Regions from separate parts of the Ovis aries genome. Here region 1 is linked to region 2. A link is a contact called in public Hi-C data. All regions are on one chromosome and are shown on one strand. Each heading gives the region's core, a stretch centred on a gene start, on an enhancer-like site or on the middle of the called end of the contact. The rest is flanking DNA. Distances are from core to core; before and after follow the strand shown.

Region 1 (6,230 bases), core at 1,286-3,785, 43 kb after region 2:
CAACAAAAAGATGCTGCTTATGATTTTTAAAAAATAGAAGAGCATATTTAGTGGACTGTCCTTCATACTGTGATGACCATCTGTGCCTGGCTGAAATCACTCGGGGCAGACAGAAAGACAGAAATAAAATGCTTTTGCACATGCCTCTCAAAGGGTCCATTTATATTTCAACTGTTTTATTTTTTTTAATATAAATGCATTTATTTCAACTGGTTTAACAAAATAAAGGATAAGCGCCAAGTTCCCCATTGACACAGCATCTCCATGTGACCATGTACATGCATCATGCGTGTTTGGCAGCATGCGTGTCCCGCATTCCTTTAGTGGGTGCTATACCACTGAGGACAGCTACTGTGGGGGTGTGTGTGCATTTAACTCAAGGCGAATTAAAGACATCACATCCTAACAGCTTTTAATATATGAGAGGAGCCTATGAGCTGAGTGAACCACCAAATTCAGAGTAACCAGAGCCTTTAATCTTTGATACGTGGAGGTTTCTAATTCAGTGATTAGTGAAAGAAGGCCCACTCTGGGGGGAGGATTCAGCCTGTTTTTCTCTTCCTGGGCTCATTTTCCGCCCATCCTGACACCATCTGCAGGTGGGGGGCTGGAGGCAGCTTTCCTTGGGAATGTTGGTGACATCATAGGCCCAGGGTCCCCTCTGACACCATGTGCTCGGGTTCCCAGGGACGTCCCCCTTGGAATCTGGAACTCATTATGACACAGGTCAGGGAGAGCCATGTGAACAGCGAGGAGGCAGTGGGCGTGGGCTGAGCGTCCGTCTCCCTGACTCCTCCCTGAGACCAGCAGCCCCACTGTGGAATGGGAGCCGAGGGGAGCGGAGAGCGGGGCTGGCCCCTTCTCTCCTGCAGGCTCTCCAGCTTGAAAAGGGAGTGGATTCACACCAAGCACATTCCTCCTGACCCATTTTTCTCTTTTGTGTCTGTGAAGATCATGTGCTGAGCCAAACAACAGCCCCGGATTTCTTCCCAGGCTGCTGTTAATATCAGCCGCAGACCCAGGGCAGGCCAGCTCCACCAGGCATCCTGGGCCTTGGAGCTGGTCGGCCATGGGTCTCCGATGGACTGTCCAGGACTGCTGACACTGCACTTGTGCTCTGGAGGGCAGGACTGGATCTCATCGGGCTCGCCACCTTGCCCACCCACCCCCAGCCCTCAGCAGATCATCTTCAGTATTGACACCCAACACTAAGCGGTGGGGAAGGAGGGAATAAACTCAGGAGACGAAAGAGATGCAAGTTCAGTCCCTGGGTCAGGAAGATCCCCTGGAGGAGGGCAAGGAGAATACCACAGACAGAGGAGCCTGGTGAGCTACAGTCCATGGGGTCACAAAGAGTCAGACATGATTGAGCAACTTAGCATGCACTCACACCATGGGGATAGAGTATACTCTGTGTGTGTGTGTGTGTGTGTGTGTGTGTGTGTGTGCACGTGCACTCAGTCATGTCTGACTCTGTGACTCCATGGACTGCAGCCTGCCAGGCTTCCCCATCCATGGAATTCTCCAGGCAAGTATTCTGGAGTGGGTTGCCATTTCCTCCTCCAGAGGCTCTTCCCGACCCAGGGATTGAACCTGCATCTCCTGCCTTGCCCACATCGACAGGTGGGTTCTCACCACTGTGCTACCTGGGAAGCCAGTATATTGTATACTAGGCAGCATTTGTTGGAAATAGTGCCTCCTCTGATCCTCTTTCCTCCCACTTGAGGAAACTGAGGTTTTTCACAGCAGCACCAGCTTCTCACGCTGGGCCCTGGCTCTGCATGTTGGAATTTTATTCACCTCCTTGGGTGGGCACCATGATCCAGACCTCAGAGCCTCCCTCCGGCCCTGGCTAGTGGTCACCCAGGATTCTAGAACTGCTGATCACTAGACAGGTGTGGATTTCATAAATGTTACCCAATCCATCTGTAACAAATATATTTTGACAAGAGCCCTCAGATGTCTCTCTCTAGAAAAATGACTCTAAAATGGGAAATTCAGGAACATGTGTCAAGGTGGGGCAGCTCTCTCTAGAAACTGGGGCCCTTGGGTCATGTCTCAAAAGTGGCAGCCATAGGACTGTGTGGCCAGGCTGGTCAGCCCTTTAACTACACACAGTCGTCCCAGCTTCACCCTGTATCTCTCAGCCCCATATCCCCAACCCCAGCGTTAGCCTACCCCTGGTTTTCTAAAAACTGAATCCCCAGCCCTTAACACCTGCAATCAACTCACCTTCAGGCAGTCTCTGGAAGCAGAGAAGCCCTGCTAGGGTTGACTCAGTTTCCCTACCTTTCATTAACCCCAGAAATTTTGTCACTCATCAAGGGACAGGCCTCTGCCCAAGTCAATGCTAACAGTTATTCAAAGAGTCTTGACTAGTGTCCCAGAATAATTTAATTAGTATCAACTGTGAGCTGGATATTCTGCTAAGCGCAAGAGACAAACAGAGCACCCAGTGTGGGCGAGAGATACATAACAGCCAAGCGCAGTTAAGTGTTGTAAGAGTCAGGACAACAGGCCAGGTTTCTGAGTGTTGAATATGTGCCCAGCGCTGCGCTACAGGCTTTACAATCACTGTTTTAATGACAGAGGTGAGCTCCTGGAACTATGGGAGCTGAGTTCCACTGACAGTGGGGAATTGAGCCTCTAATCCTGGGCACTGGGCCCAGGTTGACCCCGTTGCTGCCTCACCTACCCTGCAGGCCCTGGGATCCCAGCCCTGGATCCCAAGAGCTTTCCTCACTCTGATTTTCTTGGGCCTTCTGGTCCCCCATCGTGAAGCTCTCCTACCTATCTGCAGACGCTAGCCTGGTCTGTGAGAGAAAAGCCTGGGTCAGATGGAGAGTCAGGGCGTCTTTGGAGCTGGCTTCTTACTTGGTGGGGGTCGGGGTGGCGTGCAGAGGCGATGCCCACAGGAAAGGAGCATTTGCGTTGAGTTCTGTGTTTAGAACACAGGTCAGCTCTGGCAGATTTATTCCTGCTTGATTTTGGAATTCCAAAACCGGAGCGAGGTCATCTTACTTTCCTTGAGAAAGGAAATCCCCCAGAGGGGGTGGAGGCGGAGGAATTTCTGAGGGCTGGGCGGCTCCTGAACAGGGAAGGGAGGGTTGGGGAAAGAGAGGGCCGCAAAACTTAGTCCAGCCTCCTCCCCCTGGGAAAAGGCCTAAGTCCGTCTTGCCTTGGGTGAGCCAGAGGCTGCGGGCTCCATCTGCCGAGGCCGTGTAGATACACACAGCACGGGACCAGCCCCAAGCTGCCGATCTCTACTTTTACCTTCACTGGACTTCCTAAAATCAGATGCAGGAACAGAGGGTGTTGGTGATCCAGACACAGAACACAGGTGTTCTGGGGTCCAGGTGCCTGGGGCAAGAAGGAGGGAAGGGCCAAGAAGTGGAAAGCTGCTAAGGATTTTTTTTTCCCATAATTTTTTTTGGCTGCACTGGGTCTTCATTGCTTTGCACGGGCTTTCTCTAGTCATAGTGAGCAAGGGCTGCTCTTCGTTGCAGTGTGTGGGCTCTGAAGCACACAGGCTTCAGTAGCTGCACGTGGGCTCAGGAGTTGTGATGCACGGGCTTAGTTCCTCTGAGGCATATGGAATCTTCCCAGACCAAGGATCAAACCCATGTCCCCTGCATTGGCAGGCATATTCCTAGCTACTGCGCCACCAGGGGAAGTCCAAAATTTTTAAAATATTTATTTTTACTTATTTGGCTGTGCCAGGTTTTTGTTGCAGCACACAGGATCTCTTAGCTGTGGCATGTAGGCTTTAATTCCCTGACCAGGGATCGAACCTGGGGCCCCTTACATTGGCAGTCTTAGCCAATGGACCATCAGGGAATTCCTCTGCTAAGGATTTTTAAAAGCACCTTCTTGTTGTTACTGTTTATTTTATCATCACATCTGCTCTACTGGGACAGGTATCATTAAGCACAGTTTACAAATGAGAAGCTAAGGACTTGCTTTAAGTGTCAGAGTCAGGAATCACACCAAGTCTGGACTCAGAAGCCCGAGCACTGGGACGCAGGTGTATGCACACCTCTACATGATATGACCCAGCCTGAAACTGGTTGGTGGCTCTGGATTTTAGTTGACTCACTTAAAAAATATTTGCTCTGCTTACTTTCATTCCACCAGCATGGAGCATCTACTATTCTGTGCCAGTGGGCTAGGCTGAGTGCCAGGAATGCAATGATCTACAAAATCGAGTCCTGCCAAGAGTAGTTTATATACCAGCGTGGAAGAAAGACTCATCCACAGACCATCTCACTGCAATGTCTACACAATGCCCAGGTGGTACTAAAGTTTAGATGAGATGACACATGCAAGTGTTGAGCAAAGCGAAGGGTTACCCTGATTTCCCCGAGGCTGAGCCAGCTCTCTTAGGAGCAGAAGGAGAAACAAGAACAGGATGGGAAACTCTTCTAGAGAATCTCAAGGCAGTTCTTCCCTCTCAGCAGTGCCTCCATCCACCTAGGACGGTGACAGGGCCATCCTTTTCTTCCCTTTTTCTCCTTCCTCCCTTCCTTTCCTTCTTTCTTCCACTATTCTATGCGTGTCCAGTGAGGTCCTTGGTGGAGGGACCCATCTGACAAGAGTAAGCAACTGGGGAACTTCTCAGCTGGGGAGTTGAGGATGATATACAATCTAGGAAGACCTCAGAGGGAGTTTTCCACCATCTGCTCTATCTTTGAGTGTCTGCAATGTGAAGGAGTTCCCATGCTCTCGAATTTTTCTGGCTATGTCCCAATGTGATAGGAAAATCATTACTCATCTCTAATAACAGCCTCTCCTCTTCTCTGCCTATCATGGAGAATTCTGGGACAACACTGCATTCTCTGCTGAATTGGGGTAAAGGGAAAGGAGGGAATTTAGAGAAACCAGATTGGGTAGATTGATTTCCTCTGAAAAGTAACTCTCTGTGTTACTGGTGGAAGAGAAATAAAAAGATCCTGAGAGTGAGATGAGAAGAAAAGAAAAATGCGAGTATTTGGGCTTAGAGAATTTTAGGAGTGTGGAGAGTGGTGATGGTTCTTGAGAGAGAGAGAGAGAGAGTTGTATTTGTTTTTTTTTTCCTTTGTTTTATCTATTTATTTTTTACTTTACATGAGTTGTATTTGAAATGTACATGGTGAGACAGATTTTTTTTCAAGTGTTGCTCTGTCTTGAGCTGAATGCAGTTTTGGTATTCTTTGAGGGATTTCAGCTGAGACTAAGATTTCTTTGTGAATTACTTTTTGTCTATCTGACAGTTGTTTCCCTGAGTACATCACCGTGTCAGGACTGGGTCACGAGGCAGCCTTGCTTTCTGTGACTTACTCCAGTGTTCACAGAATTCAATCCAAAGTCATCAGTTCTAAGCTCTTCATTTTATTACAAATAAAGACGCAGAGAAACGCCAGATAGATCCCAGTTCCTTGTTTCACACCTAATTTCCTAACAAGGCAGTGGAGCTGCCCCGGTCCTTCTGCTACTGAAAAAGAATGAGGGGAGACTGGCAAGCAGAGAAGAAAGGGGAGAACACAGAGAGAGAAACTATCTTCCTCCATTTCTTTCATTGGTACATCCCACATCTGAGCCACCTTCATGCTGGCAAGCAGCGCGGGTCCTCTCTCTCTGCCATTTTTTAAGCTATGTGGCTTTGGGAAAGTCATATCCTATCTGAGCCTTAGTTTGAAATTGGATTGGATTAATAAGAACAACTAACCTGCAGGGTAGCTGGGAATTTCGAATGAGAGCACATAAGTGTAATTTGACCTGTAAGCTACAAGTCATGGTGTGATGAAACAAACATGTCCATCCCTTCATCCCACCAAAGAGAATCCTTTCATGTCAGCCTAATTCCACAAACCTCTTTCTCCATGCTAAAAAAAATGATGCATTCTTTCTTCCTAGGAGAGAGGTCAAATCATAATAAAAGGTTGAGAGACAGGGGAAAGTTCAGAGGCTGGGGTAGAAGAGTTTATCTAAGGGAGAGGCTTGAAAGTGGTGCCAGAGCAGCTTGAGGGTGAAAACTATCTGAATAGAAAAAGATATAAAATTTGAATTAATCTTGCTGGGACCATACATTTGAATGCCTTTAACATGCCAGATTCTTGAGGGTCCCCTGGACTGCAAGGAGATCAAACCAGTCAATCCTAAAAGAAACCAACCCTGAATGTTCATTGGAAGGACTGATGCTGAAGCTGAAACTCCAATACTTTGGCCACCTGATGAGAACAGCCCACTCATGG
Region 2 (6,532 bases), core at 2,829-5,328:
AAATCCCCTCCCTGGCTGCCAGGGCCTCCCTGTGGGAAGGGGCCTCAGGCTACTGCCCGGATTTGCCTGGATTCTTGAAAGAGCTTTGCTGAAATCTTGTACAGAACTTCGCCTGCATTACTTTTTCCTTTCAAAGCAGCTTGCAAAGTAGAGAGGAAAGTAAAAGTTAATTAAGCCACTTAATCCAGAATTGAAAAGAGGTTTAAAATTTCACCTGCAAGAAATTGTTCAGGCGTGGAGAGGAAAGGGCTTACATAGTATAACTCGTTTCCCCTGAAACTCTCCCTCCTTGCTTGGTTATCCCACAGCGTGTTAGCATTTATGCCCTTCACCTTGAACGTCTCTGTGTTTATTGATGTGTCTATTTAGGCAGATTGACTTATTAACAGTTGTATGTCACTGTGTGTCAGGTGCTAGGCTGGGCACTTTACATGGACAATCTCATTTAATTCTTCCCAAACCCTATGAAAGGGTTACTATTACGATGGCCATTTTTGAGATGGGAAAAGCTGATGCTTGTAATATATCTTGTCACGAGCTGTGCTGGAGCAGAACTAAGATCTTGAGTTTCACCCTGAAGGTTGTCTCTTTCTCTTCAGAGACATAAAGTGAAAGTGAAAGTGAAGTCGCTCAGTCGTGTCTGACTCTTTGCGACCCCATGGACTGTAGCTTATCAGGCTCCTCCATCCATGGGATTTTCCAGGCAAGAGTGCTGGAGTGGATTGCCATTTCCTTCTCCAGGGGATCTTCCCGACCCAGGAATCGAACTTGGGTCTCCTGCATTGCAGGCAGACGCTTTACCGTCTGAGCCACCAGGGAAGCCTCAGAGACGTATATGTACATGAAAAAATTTCATAAGCTGACATCTCGCCACCTAATACTTCTGGGCAGAGACTGTATTGTATATTGCTTTTAAAATCTCAGAATGCTACAGATAACATTCTTTAGGTTTAAAAAAACAACCAAGGCTCAAAGGAGTTGAGTGATTTGCATGGGGTCACACAGTAAGTAATCAAAAAAATGTACTAGGTCTAGAATATCTGCCAGGAGAAACCCACTTTCAAAGGGCCATAGGCTTGGGAGCGAGCATGAGGTCTGACTATCAGATGAATGAATTCGTGAAAGAACAAAAATGAATGTATGTCTAAAGGATGAGGAACTTATGAATTAGCTAGTTTAAGACCATCTCGGCCAGATCTGGTAACAACTTGTCCACTGAGCTTCTAAATGGTATAAGTTTCAATTCCCGGTTCCCTAAATCCCAAGTCAATTGCCAGAAGGATCCTACTGACCTTTTATCATTAACTTCTCCCCTCTTGACACTTTTTCTCTTGTTAAGGAAATTCTAGGATGGTATTTACCACCTCTTCAAAAAGAATCAAAGGGAAAAAAAGCACATAATAATTTCAAAAGGGCAAAGGCTTTTTTTTTTTTTTTTTTAAAGACCTCTCTCCCCCACCTCTCCCCACCAGCACACATACTCTAAGTGCTGTTTGGCGAAGGCATTCTATGACTCAGATTGCTTTTTTCCCAGGGGCTTTCCAGGAGCAAGCATGAGGGGGAGTGAGTGTAAAAATACAGGAGGAGATAAAGCTTGGGGGTAGTGAGAATTTTTTTCCATCATGATGTGAACGGATTGCCCTCCCGGGAGCTCACGGGAGATGGGAGACTCAAGCTGGGGAGGGAGGCTGGGTGGGGAGGGAAGACCAGGGGTCAGAGTCGAGTGCCCCTCCCCATCTTGCCCCACACCAGCTGTGCGCAGGCCATAACCCTGCTACTCACATCTGCCTCGTTCCACAGTCCTGGGATGCAGAAGGACTCCAGAAGGTCACTGCCACACAGCAGCAAGATCCGCAGCTCTGAGGAGGGGGGACAAAGTTAGCAAAAGGAGAGGGAAGCGTTCAAATCTCAGCCTTCTTCCTCCGACCAGCACAGAAGCTCCAGAGCCCACTTCTAGCAGGCACCACGCTGCTGCTGCACTGAAACCTCTGCTCACCCCTCCCCCGGGCTCATTTACAGACCACTCTCACTCCCTGCAGGAGGAACCTCTCTCCTACGGAATGGAGCAGAGAGTAACTGTCCTGGTTTGCTGGGACTGAAGGATTTCCGGGATGGGTTTCATGCTAAACCAGGATGGCTGGTCACCCATGGTCTAAGGCAGCTACACGCCTTGTGTGAGGTCTAAGAGGCTCTCTTTTTTGCTCTATATCAAACCAAAGTGCCCGTGGAGTTTGGCTTCTCTGCTGCTGGGCATCCTCTGGGGTTTGTCTTCCATCACAAGCATGGCGTGATGGGGGCAGGGGACATGGCGTGCACCCTCAATTCACCAGCTGGCTCAGCTCATCACATGTCTTGCCTGTACGTGGCCACTGTCCTCAGCAAAGGGCTTGAGAAGTGAGTCTGCCCCCACCTTCCCAACTCCCAGGCACATTTCCAGCTTATCACTTGTTTTTCTTCCCTCATTAAGCCCGGTCTGAATTATCCCAACGAGGCCACTGTCGCTTAAAACAGGCAGCAAACTGACTGGGGCATGAAAACTGAGCAACGGGGGTGGAAAAGAATCCTGGGATTCTCAGAATCACGTGGGGAGAGACCTCCACCTGGATTGAGATTCAGGTGATGTGTTTGGTTCCCAGGTACTTTCCCCAGGCTCTTTCATCAGGTGCTGTGCTTAGCTGCTCAGTCGTGTCCGACTCTTTGCGACCCCATGGACTGTAGCCCACCAGGCTCCTCTGTCCATGGGATTCTCCAGGCAAGAATACCGGAGTGGGTTGCCATGCTCTCCTCCAGGGAATCTTTGCCAACCCAGGGATCAAACCCAGGTCTCCCTCATTGCAGGAGGATTCTTTACGGTCTGAGCCACCAAGCTCTATCATCAAGGCCTGTGACTGTGGGCATCCTGTCGGAACCAGTGACACAGCCCTAGTCTGAGCCTCCAGAGATCGCTGCCACCCTGGCCCCAGCTCTGCCCTCCTCAGACCCTGTAGCTAGCCCAGGGACCTGCCGAGGACTTTCAGGTGGTGAGCTCGCCCCGGGTGCAGGCTCAGTGGGAGACTGCTGGGCTGAAGAAAGACAGGGTCAACATCTCAGTCCCAGGTCAGCACAGCTCCTCCTCAGGAAGTCCCCTGCAGCACCGGGGTCTTAACACCTAAATATTCCTGCAGCCTCCCACCTCCCCCTCCCCTGTCACACTGTCACCTAATGTTCTGTTTACATCCAGGGAACTTAATAGATCTTTATATACCCAGGGCCTAGCAGAGTGACCTGCGCACAGTAGGTGCTCAGGATGTGTTGAATGATCGAAAGACAGAGAGGCTGGCCACAGAGGCCATGCGGGCAGGCTGTCTCAGAGCCTTCTGGGTACCCCAGGATGGCAGGGCCAGATGGTGACTGTGGCCTTGGCTCTGGCAGCATGGAGGCCCTGGTCATAGTCCGCCTCCAGGATGGCCGAGAGGAGCCAGACTGGGCTGACTCTGGGGTTCCTGATGCTCCCTGTCCCCTGCTCGGAGTCAGAGCCACCCAAAGTTCCAGGTCAGCTCTGTTGAAAGGCTGCAGCTTTATAACCGTGGGCCTAAACCTCTGGTTTGGAGGCCACGTCCAGGAGACATGTTGGCCCTCAGCTTTTTCTACATCAGTGGTTCTCAACCGGGGGCGTCTCCGGTCAGGAGACGTTGTTTTGGTCGTCAAGGCTGGAGAGAGAGGTGTGCTACCGGCACCTAGTGCTGGGAAGGCAGGAACGCTGCTCAAAAGTCCACACGGCACACAGCCAGCCCCCACACCTCAGGGTTACGCCTGTTTCCTATGACAACGGTGGTGTGGTTGAGAAACCCGGCTCTGCAGCCAGGGAAATGAATCTCTTTTCAATTCCGGATCCAGAGACTCACTTTCTCACTCGAGTATAACGTAAGATTATTTTTAAAGCCAAAGCAGAGCAAGTTAAAGCGTGGCGGGGGGCGGGGGGGAGGGGGGGTTCACCTTTGCTTGCAGCACAGGAACGGATGGATTTGTCACAGACCAGAGGCCCCGGCAGGGCTTGGGAATCCCATGTGTGGCCGCTGGAGGGCAGCAGTGGATTCCCTGGTTTACCCTAGCTCACGTTCTCAGCCTGCAAGTCTGGGGCAGGCCTGGTTAACAAAGTGGAAATGGCACCATGGATGCTAACTGAGCTAGGAGAAATGGCTTTTTCCTTCTCGTGAAGCGTGCAAGGGGATTTCAGAAAGAGGAGGTGTGAGCCAAAGGGCCTCACAGGACAGTGGTCTGGGGGCCAGGCTGCTCCTCTGGGTCCCATTTCCTTCCCCAATTCAGGATCCAGGGAGCCAGAGTCAGCCCTCCTCTGTCACACTCTCCTCCCAGGAATCCTGCTTCTGTGAAGTCCCAGGCCCCGAGGCCCTTTCCAGCTCCCATCACACCCTGAGGCAGCCACCACCTGTACCACGCCAGGCCACGAATCCATCCACACAGCTGTGGCCACTCAGCTTTCCTTTCTCTGAGAGAGGGGGTCAGATGGGGCCAAGCTTCACAAGGAATGCTAGGAGCACAGCCACTGCGTTGCCTCTCTGTCCAAGGGGGTACTCCCCAGGCCGCAACCTGATACACGGACCCTGGGTGCTGGGGAGGTGAACGAGGTCCCAGGTGAAGCTGGCTCACATTCTTCCCGGAACAAGGTATGGGAGGAAAATACACACTGGAATACGGTTGAAAGTTTGAAGACTGCTCTGAGCGCGGCTGGTCAAGAAGACTTTGTCCCGAGACAATAGTTCCTGGCCAGGTGCGGAACTGCCAGGCAGGGGGAGTACAAGGCTTTTGGGTGTTTGTGGCTGTGGAACCTGAGGGTGAATGCTCCTGCTGGCTTTGGGGAGCACCCAGAAGTACTCTTTCCTGTGGCCTTCAGACAGCCATGTGCTGGTAAATAAAAACTATTAAAACTTAAGGAATCGAGGAGTTTTTGAGTACTTATCACCTCTGTTTTTAATACAAGGTATTTAACTGCCATGCTTAGCCACTCAGTCATGTCTGACTCTTTGGGACCCCATGGACTGCAGCCAGCCAGGTTCCTCTGTCCGTGGAGATTCTCCAGGTAAGAATACTAGAATGGGTTGCCATGTCCTCCACCAGGGGATCTTCTCAACCCAGGGATAGAACCCAGGTCTCCTGCATCGCAGGTAGATTCTTTACTGTCTGAGCCATCAGGGAAGCCCAAGAATATTGGAGTGGGTAGCCTATCTCTTCTCCAGGGGAACCACATGATCTAGGAATTGAGGGGGTCTCCTGCATTGCAGGTAGTTTCTTTACCAGCTAAGCTACCCAGGAAGCCCATTTAACTGCTACTTAGTATAATTTAATTTTTTTGACTGAGTTTAACAACCAACTGGTAAAATTTCTGAAAATTTTCAAATGGTTCTAGCAGGTCAGTATGAGTCAACTCATGTGCATCACTCCTGGGGATCAGAGGACAAGAGCCAGAAAAGTTCGTAGAAATGATGTCACATCTGCTGGGCCTCCTGGGAGAACCCAGTGCCCAGGGTGCAGCCCTGCCCCTCCCTCCCTAGGAGGGGAGCCTGGAGTATCTTTGCAGCTGGAAGTTGAAGATTGAGCATGCCCGCTGGACACCCAGCTGCCCCCCATCCTAGCACCATGGAGATGACACCCTGGCCCCCTGCCTCCCTTCCTCCTCGACGATCCCATTGGTTCAAGGTTGGAAACTGGAAACCTGAGAAATGGCAGTGTGTGTGTTAGTCACTCAGTCGTGTCTGACTCTTTGCAACCCCATGGACTGTAGCCCACCAGGCTCCTCTGTCCATGGGATTCTCCAGGCAAGAGTACTGGAGTGGGTTGCCATTTCCTTCTCCAAAACGGCATTAGTCGGCCCCAGAGTCAAAAGAACAAGGGCTAGGCCTTCAGCTCTCCTGCAGAGTTGAATTTGGGTTTGTAGGAGAGAGAGACCCAAAGATGGATATTCTCATCCGTGCTGAGTCCTTTGGGGACTTCCAGCTGTCACTGACCCTCCTTGTCACCTGAGACCTGCAGCAGCTCGAGCTCCATTCTTGTCTGTCTGTGCTTTTCCGGCTTCAGACACTTCTGTCTCGAAGCTACTCTGGAACCTTGGGAAAATGTGCTTCCCGGCTTGTTTCCTAGGGCTGCTCAGCACTCATCTCATTTCTAGGGGAGTCACTGCCTTCCCATCCTGACAGCTCTGTGTAACCACCCTCCACCTGCTCTGGCCTGGGGCCTTTACTGCCTTCACACAGTCAGGGTCTTAGTGTCCACCCAAGGCTGTGGGGGAGATCGCAGACATGGCTCCAAGCACTGGACTCCTCCGCTGAGGAAGGTAGGGGATCTTCTGTGGGCACGGTGTTGCGGGCAAGAGAAGAATCTCTGGCTGGCAATGAACTGAACTTCCATGTCTTTTGAATGAGATGAAGACGCTCTAAAGGGGAAACTGCCCACGGACCCCATCCTACCTCCAGGGAAACTGCCGGAGTCCAGTTGGGAGATGGTACAGGTGAGATAACTAAGAACATGCTCTTAGCTT

What was found. A called contact is a pair of places that touch in the nucleus more often than the background predicts.
Region 1: a Hi-C map of liver shows a contact between it and region 2, with 4 times the contacts expected there. The contact joins two enhancer-like sites. A contact is called at or near these places in 7 of 16 Hi-C or Micro-C datasets (hypothalamus, liver, mixed tissues and 3 more).

Annotation. Positions count from the first base shown.
Region 1 is chr12:63,802,631-63,808,860 of ARS-UI_Ramb_v3.0, forward strand. All of the region lies in intron 6 of NMNAT2 (nicotinamide nucleotide adenylyltransferase 2), which reads right to left. Among named protein-coding and RNA genes, the nearest start is that of TRNAG-UCC, 52 kb to the right of the region's middle. Within about 2 kb of position 2,536, at least 8 of the 54 cell types and tissues checked have an H3K27ac peak or open chromatin away from gene starts, as enhancers often do. A contact at or near this core is called in liver, where this site is marked.
Region 2 is chr12:63,757,848-63,764,379 of ARS-UI_Ramb_v3.0, forward strand. It overlaps NMNAT2 (nicotinamide nucleotide adenylyltransferase 2), which reads right to left. Exons shown (of 16, transcript XM_060396688.1): 13 at 1,783-1,859. Among named protein-coding and RNA genes, the nearest start is that of TRNAG-UCC, 97 kb to the right of the region's middle. Within about 2 kb of position 4,079, at least 15 of the 54 cell types and tissues checked have an H3K27ac peak or open chromatin away from gene starts, as enhancers often do. A contact at or near this core is called in liver, where this site is marked.